Linked DNA regions of Callithrix jacchus: region 1 is linked to region 2. Evidence: chromatin contacts called from public Hi-C data. All regions are on one chromosome and are shown on one strand. Each heading gives the region's core, a stretch centred on a gene start, on an enhancer-like site or on the middle of the called end of the contact. The rest is flanking DNA. Distances are from core to core; before and after follow the strand shown.

Region 1 (2,754 bases), core at 186-2,685, 250 kb before region 2:
ATTAAAGAATATTAGTCATCCTCACCACATGCGCCCCCCTCATCACTTTACAGAAAAGAAAACCAATGCTCAGGGGGTCTGGGTGGATTGCCCAGGGGCACCTGATGAGAAAGCTGTAAAGGTGAACAACAGAACAGGATTCCTCCTCTGGGAATGTCTTTGAAACAGGAGCCTTGTGAACTCCTAATTCATCTGTCCAGGTTTCACTCTGATGCGCTTTTTGGGGGGAACCTTCCCTGCCTCCTCCACCCCCTCCCTGTTCCTTAGCCTTGCACACAAGACCCTTCGTGACCTAGCTCCTGCTGTATCATCTTGCTACTCTCCTCCTCCGGTCACCTCAAGACCTATGGTAACTGACCACAATAACTATTCCTTCATGCCTTTGCACGTGTTGTCCCTCTGCCTGAATCACCCTAATCCCACTATCCTCAAGCTGCCTGAAAAACCTATTCCTTCAAAACCCCGTTCAAGAGTCACTTCACCTGGAAAGACCTGAGCCTCCTTGGCAGGGTGGGCTTTCCCGTGAGGATTATCATAACATCCCACATACTCAACTTCTGCTAGGGCACACAAGTCACACGTGGATGGAGGAGTTCAGTCAATATCTGATGAATGAATGACTCCCTAGTAGCGTCCGTCGCCCGGGCTCAAGGGCATAGTTCGCTGATCACACTGGACCTTAACTTTGGACCCACATGAGGTCTCTCCAAGGAACCCCAGAGCTCGGTAAGGAGGGCGACGGGAGCCCGCCCTTGTCACTACTGTCCCCCAGCCCCGCAAGAACAGCACGGAATAGATGGCCAACAAATAATTTGCTTGACAGACTGAGCTGCTGCAGAGTTCGAGACACACGGCTCCCAAGGGTCCACAGCGGTGCCCGCCGACGCTGGGGCTTCTCTCGCCGCAGCACCACCCAACCTCTTCCGGGCAGGGCGCCCTCCCCGCTTTGCAAACCGCCTTCTTCAAGCGCATGCCAGACAAAACCACCCTCCTCGCGGAAGAGACGCAGCCCCTGCCCGAGCGGCCGCGCGCACCCGGACCACCGCGCTCGCGCCGTTTGAATCTCCCGCCTGCGCGGGCGCCGCGGCGCGGGCGTGAGAGGCGCGGCGGCGGAGGGGCAGTGCGGCCCTGGCTCCGCGAGGCGGAGCCCAGCGGCCGTCCGAGCGTCCCGCGGGGCCAAGGAATCGTGAGCCCGCACCGCGCCTTCCAGCAGCCGGGCTTCACGTGGGGCCGGCGCCGCGCGACAGGGCCTAGAGCGGGCAGCGACCTAGTCCCGCGTGGACCAGCCCGTGCTTCGCCTGCGGCCGCCCCACGCGCCACCCTCCGCCCGGACCCTCCGCGGGTCCGTAGCGAGACCTACCTCGTTGCACGTCGGCCCCAAGGAACTCCAGCGCTCCCCGCCCGGCCCGAACTGCCCCAGAGCATGCGCTCTGCAGGCCTCTGGCCCCGACCCGGGCGAGAAAGGAAAACAAAGAGCCCGGCGGCCCCTGGCGGCCATCCCGCGATCTGCATGTGGCGCGCTCCCGGGCTCGGGGAGCTCTTGGGCAGGCTGGCTCCCCTGGCCCGGGTTCCAGTGGGTGTGTATTTTGGAAACCCCAAATCGGGACAAGCGGGGTAACAACCCAAAAAACTTCTTGAATTCGTGTCTGTTTAGGAAAATCTGGTGCGGTAGGGTCTGTAAGAAGAAAAAAGATACTCATCTTCCCTACCCTCAAGAGGGTGTCCATGGAGAAGGATGAGAAATCTATCAACAACCACACAGCGCTATGACACGGATACCCACAGGGGCATGTGACTCAGCCTGGGGCTTAAAAACGGCTTTCCAAGTTAAGTCTAGGAGGGCTTGTTCCCTCTATCCTGAGGTCGTGGGGAAATATGGGGATTTGGGCACGGGAATGGCATGACCAGATTTTTTTCCCCGTGGGTATGTGCCCATGTCTTAACAAGGTTTGAGGGAGGCACATCTCACATGTATATGAACACCCAGTCTTTTTTTTTTTTTGAGACGGAGTCTTCCTGTGTCGCCCAGGCTGGAGCAGTGGCAGCGATTTTGGCTCACTGCAACCTCCACCTCCCAGGTCCAAGCGATTCTCCTGTCTCAGCCTCCCGAGTAGCTGGGACTACAGGTGCGCTCCACCATGCCCAGCCAATTTTTGTATTTTTATTAGAGACGGGGTTTCGCCTTGTTGGCCAGGCTGAATTTCTTCTATTCAGAGCCTGCCACAAAGCACTCCCCATGTTGTCAGGGTATCTTACCTCTCCAAGTGTGTCTCTGCCTCCATCATGGACTCCTTTTTTGGATGATGTACAGTGAAATCTCTCCAACTTTTAACCCTGGGATCTTTAATCTCTCTCTGCTGTCTTCCTCCAAGATCTTACGCATTCATGTAGCTTCATGTAATAATAATAAGTGGATTATTATTACTATTCCCTATTTTGTAAGACCCTTTATTCTGGGTTTTCTTTTTTTTTTTTTTTTGAGACAGTCTTGCTCTGTCGCCCAGGCTGGAGTGCAATCACATGCTCTCGGCTCACCACAACCTCCACCTCCTGGGTTCAAGCAATTCTCATGGCTTAGCCTCCCAAGTAGCTGGGATTACAGATGAGTGCCACCATGCCTGACTAATTTTTGTATTTTTAAGTAGAGAAAGGGTGGGCCGGGCGCGGTGGCTCAAGCCTGTAATCCCAGCACTTTGGGAGGCCGAGGCGGGTGGATCACGAGGTCAAGAGATGGAGACCATTCTGGTCAACATG
Region 2 (3,078 bases), core at 70-2,569:
GTTTAGTCCTGAGAACTCAGGTTAAAGGCGAAAAAACCTTAGAGCCTGGTATCTAGTAGATGCATAATAAATGATAAGATGTCCATCATCGCTGCTGCTGGTGGTGGAGTGCGAACAGTCAGTATGGTTAGGTCCAGCCTAACTCCGGGTCTCCCTGCAGAGTCCCTCCGGGCTATGCTGGGGTGCGGCGAGGGGGTGTGGGGACGGCGCGAAGAGAGGACGGGGAGGAATTTCTGGAAAACAAACTTCTGGGGCCTCAGACCACTTACTTAGCAGAGCGCAGCCTAACCCGCGCTTCGCTTCGGGAGCCGCGACCGGGATTGTCCCTTCTCTCTCCACCTTTGGCTGCCGCCGCCGCGTACTGGGCGGCCCGCCAAGCCCCCAGAGCCCCCGCGCCCTCCCTCCAAAGCAGGGGTGCGGGGGGCAGGGGATGAGGTCGACTTTCGCTGGCCAGTCCCGGCGCTAGGGGACAGGAGCCGGGACGCACCCCAGAAAGGGTCCTCAGCCCGCCGGCTCCCGAGAAGAGGAAGGGACTCCGCGGAAGGGGGCGGGGAGGAGGAGTGGTCGGGCCGCTCCGGTCGGGATTTGCCCGGACTTGAAGACGCTCAGGAGCCCAAAGCCCAGCGAGCCTCGAGAAGGCTTCTCCCTCATTGGCCAGGAGTAGGAGGGAGCCGAGGAGGGCTCCGCTGCCCCGGGGAGGGGGGAGGGGAGAGGAGGGGAAGGGGAGGGGGAGGGGTGCCGAGGGCCGCGGCTGCCAGTTGATGCAACCCCGGTCCCGGGTTACACGCTCGGCTTTCCCTCCGCGAGCCCGGAGCGCACCGACTCAGCTCCGGACAGCCTGCGGCTCAGACGCGGGTCAGCGTTCCAGGGAAGAGGGGCGTCGCGCGGCCGCCGCTTACCTCTCCGGGGCCCGAGCCGCCGACGCCGCCCGGGGCGAACTGCAGGTAGCCCTTGAGCTCCGCGCGGCACTCGGAGTCAGCCACGATCATGGTGCGCGCCAGTACCCGGCCGTGGCTAGCCGATGACCCGTGCACCCCAGCGGGTTTCGGACGGGCGCCCTAAGGGAGCGGGGACTGGGCGCCACCGGGGAGCTTCTAGAATCCTGGGGCGTCTCTCGGGGCTACAGAACGCTCCGGAATCCGAGAACGGCCGCTGTGGTGCTGGACTCTTCCCCCAGTCGGGTTTCGAGAACGGCGAACGGCCTCGGGGGCCTGGGAAGGGCCGCGGCACAGGGGTTTTCACGGCCTCGGAAGTCCACAGGGGCCAGGGCTGCTCGCGGACTCAGCGCTCCTCAGCATCCCCGCCGCGGAACTGCCAGTGCTCGCCGGGCTCTAGACCCCAGCAGCTCAGCCCGCTGCGGTCCCCGGGGGAGGGCGGGGACACAAAAGCCCCGCGGCCCAGCCAATCAGAGGTCTGTTTCCCTGGGGAGGCGGGAAAGACTCCGCCCCCTGGAGTCAATGGCTTCGCCAATCAGCACCGGGGAACGCCCGGAACTCTGGGAGTTGTAGTCCGCCTCGGGCGAATGCTGCAAACTTTTGCAAGACGGTTTAGTCAGATCGCTGGCAATACCAGACGACAGTGACAGCCTGAAGAGTCATTTGGGTTGCGTGGTGAAAAGAGACTTCACTGGGCTAGGACAGACAGCCGAGTGTGAAATCTCTCCTAAATGAATTCTTCATCTTTTCAGTTCCTGGAGGGACTGGTTAGGGTTAGCAGAGGTTTGGCTCCTGTCCTATCCGGTGTTGCTAATTATATAACTGAACCCCAGATATTTAGAGGGTACAACCCTGCTCCCCACTAGCCTCGGGGAAGCTCCAAAGGTGACAGACACAGGTAATTCACATTATTTGTGGAGTCTCAGGAAAAGCCTTCATTCCTTGAAAACCTCAATCCCTATTGCTGAAAGTTTTCTTCCTTCTGCTACCAGTCTTGGCTTCCACCCCTGCCAGCCTCCTCGAAACTTTGTAACAAGGTGTTCTGCTGGATCTATTCTCACATCTCCCTCTGGCCACTCCTTCTCTGACTACTCTTTCACCACCCACTCCCTAAAACGTGGGTGCTTCCCCAGTTTCTGTTTTTATCCCTCTTCCCTCCAGACATTCTCCCTGATCTCATCCACTTCCTGGCCTTCAACTCTCCTTTTGCCAGAAAGTTGCCTCTACCAACACCTCAGCACCTCAAAGCTAAATTCATTTTCTACTCACTTCAAACGGAGCCTCTTCCTTCACAGTTTTCCTTCAGACCTCCTTAAAGTTATTGTTTATTCTAGACAGGGAATCCTGGCAGGGGTGACCGTGGAGAAGACCCCCAATGTCCCCCTCTTGAGACTTCTGAGTCTAGGCTTACAATTCCAAAGATGAAACCGACTTTGTCTCCTGCCTCCAGCGTCTTGGGAGAAGGAAATTAATCTCACCCTCCCCTAAGCTCCCAAGGCACTTGAGCTGGATCTCTTTTAACATGTATCATATTCTACCTTGTTTATTTTTTTTTAAGTAGAGATAGGGTCTCACTATGTTGCCCAGGCTGGTCTCAAACTCCTGAGCTCAAGCCAATCTCTCACTTCAGCCTCCCAGAGTGCTAGGATTACAAGCATGAGCCACCATGCCTCCCACATTCTACCTTGTATTGTAATTCTCTATATACATGTTTTATCTGACCCTTTTTTCTTTTTATTAGTATTGTTTTTTAGAGATGGGGTTTATCTGTTACCCAGACTGGAGTACAGTAGCATGTTCATAGCACACTGCAGCTTCGAATTCCTGGGCTCAAGCGATATCCCCTCCTCAGCCCCCCAAGTCACTGGGGCTACTCTTTCACCACCCACTCCCTAAAACGTGGGTGTCTCTGAGTCTGAGCACTACTGAGTCTGGCTTATCTAATCTTTTTTTTCCATTTTGAGATGAAGTTTCAGTCTATCATCAGGCTTGAGTGCAGTGGTGTGATCTCAGCTAACTGCAACCTATGCCTCCCAGGTTCAAACAATTCCCCTGCCTCAGCCTCCGAAGTAGCTGGGACTCCAGGCGCGCACCACCACGCCCAGCTAATTTTTTGTATTTTAGTAGAGCCGGGGTTTCGCCA

What was found. A called contact is a pair of places that touch in the nucleus more often than the background predicts.
Region 1: a contact with region 2 is called in a Hi-C map of skeletal muscle, with 4 times the contacts expected there. The contact joins the promoter of RCC1 here to the promoter of SESN2 in region 2. A contact is called at or near these places in 2 of 3 Hi-C or Micro-C datasets (both in skeletal muscle).

The regions. Positions count from the first base shown.
Region 1 is chr7:65,180,013-65,182,766 of calJac240_pri, reverse strand. It overlaps RCC1 (regulator of chromosome condensation 1), which reads right to left and starts at 1,435. Exons shown (of 10, transcript NM_001205208.1): 1 at 1,361-1,435. It also overlaps the pseudogene LOC118143540.
Region 2 is chr7:64,928,704-64,931,781 of calJac240_pri, reverse strand. SESN2 (sestrin 2) reads right to left here and starts at 1,319. Exons shown (of 10, transcript XM_002750512.7): 1 at 900-1,319. The coding sequence starts at 989. It overlaps LOC144576960, which reads left to right and starts at 757. Exons shown (of 3, transcript XM_078330905.1): 1 at 757-1,411. The coding sequence starts at 1,022.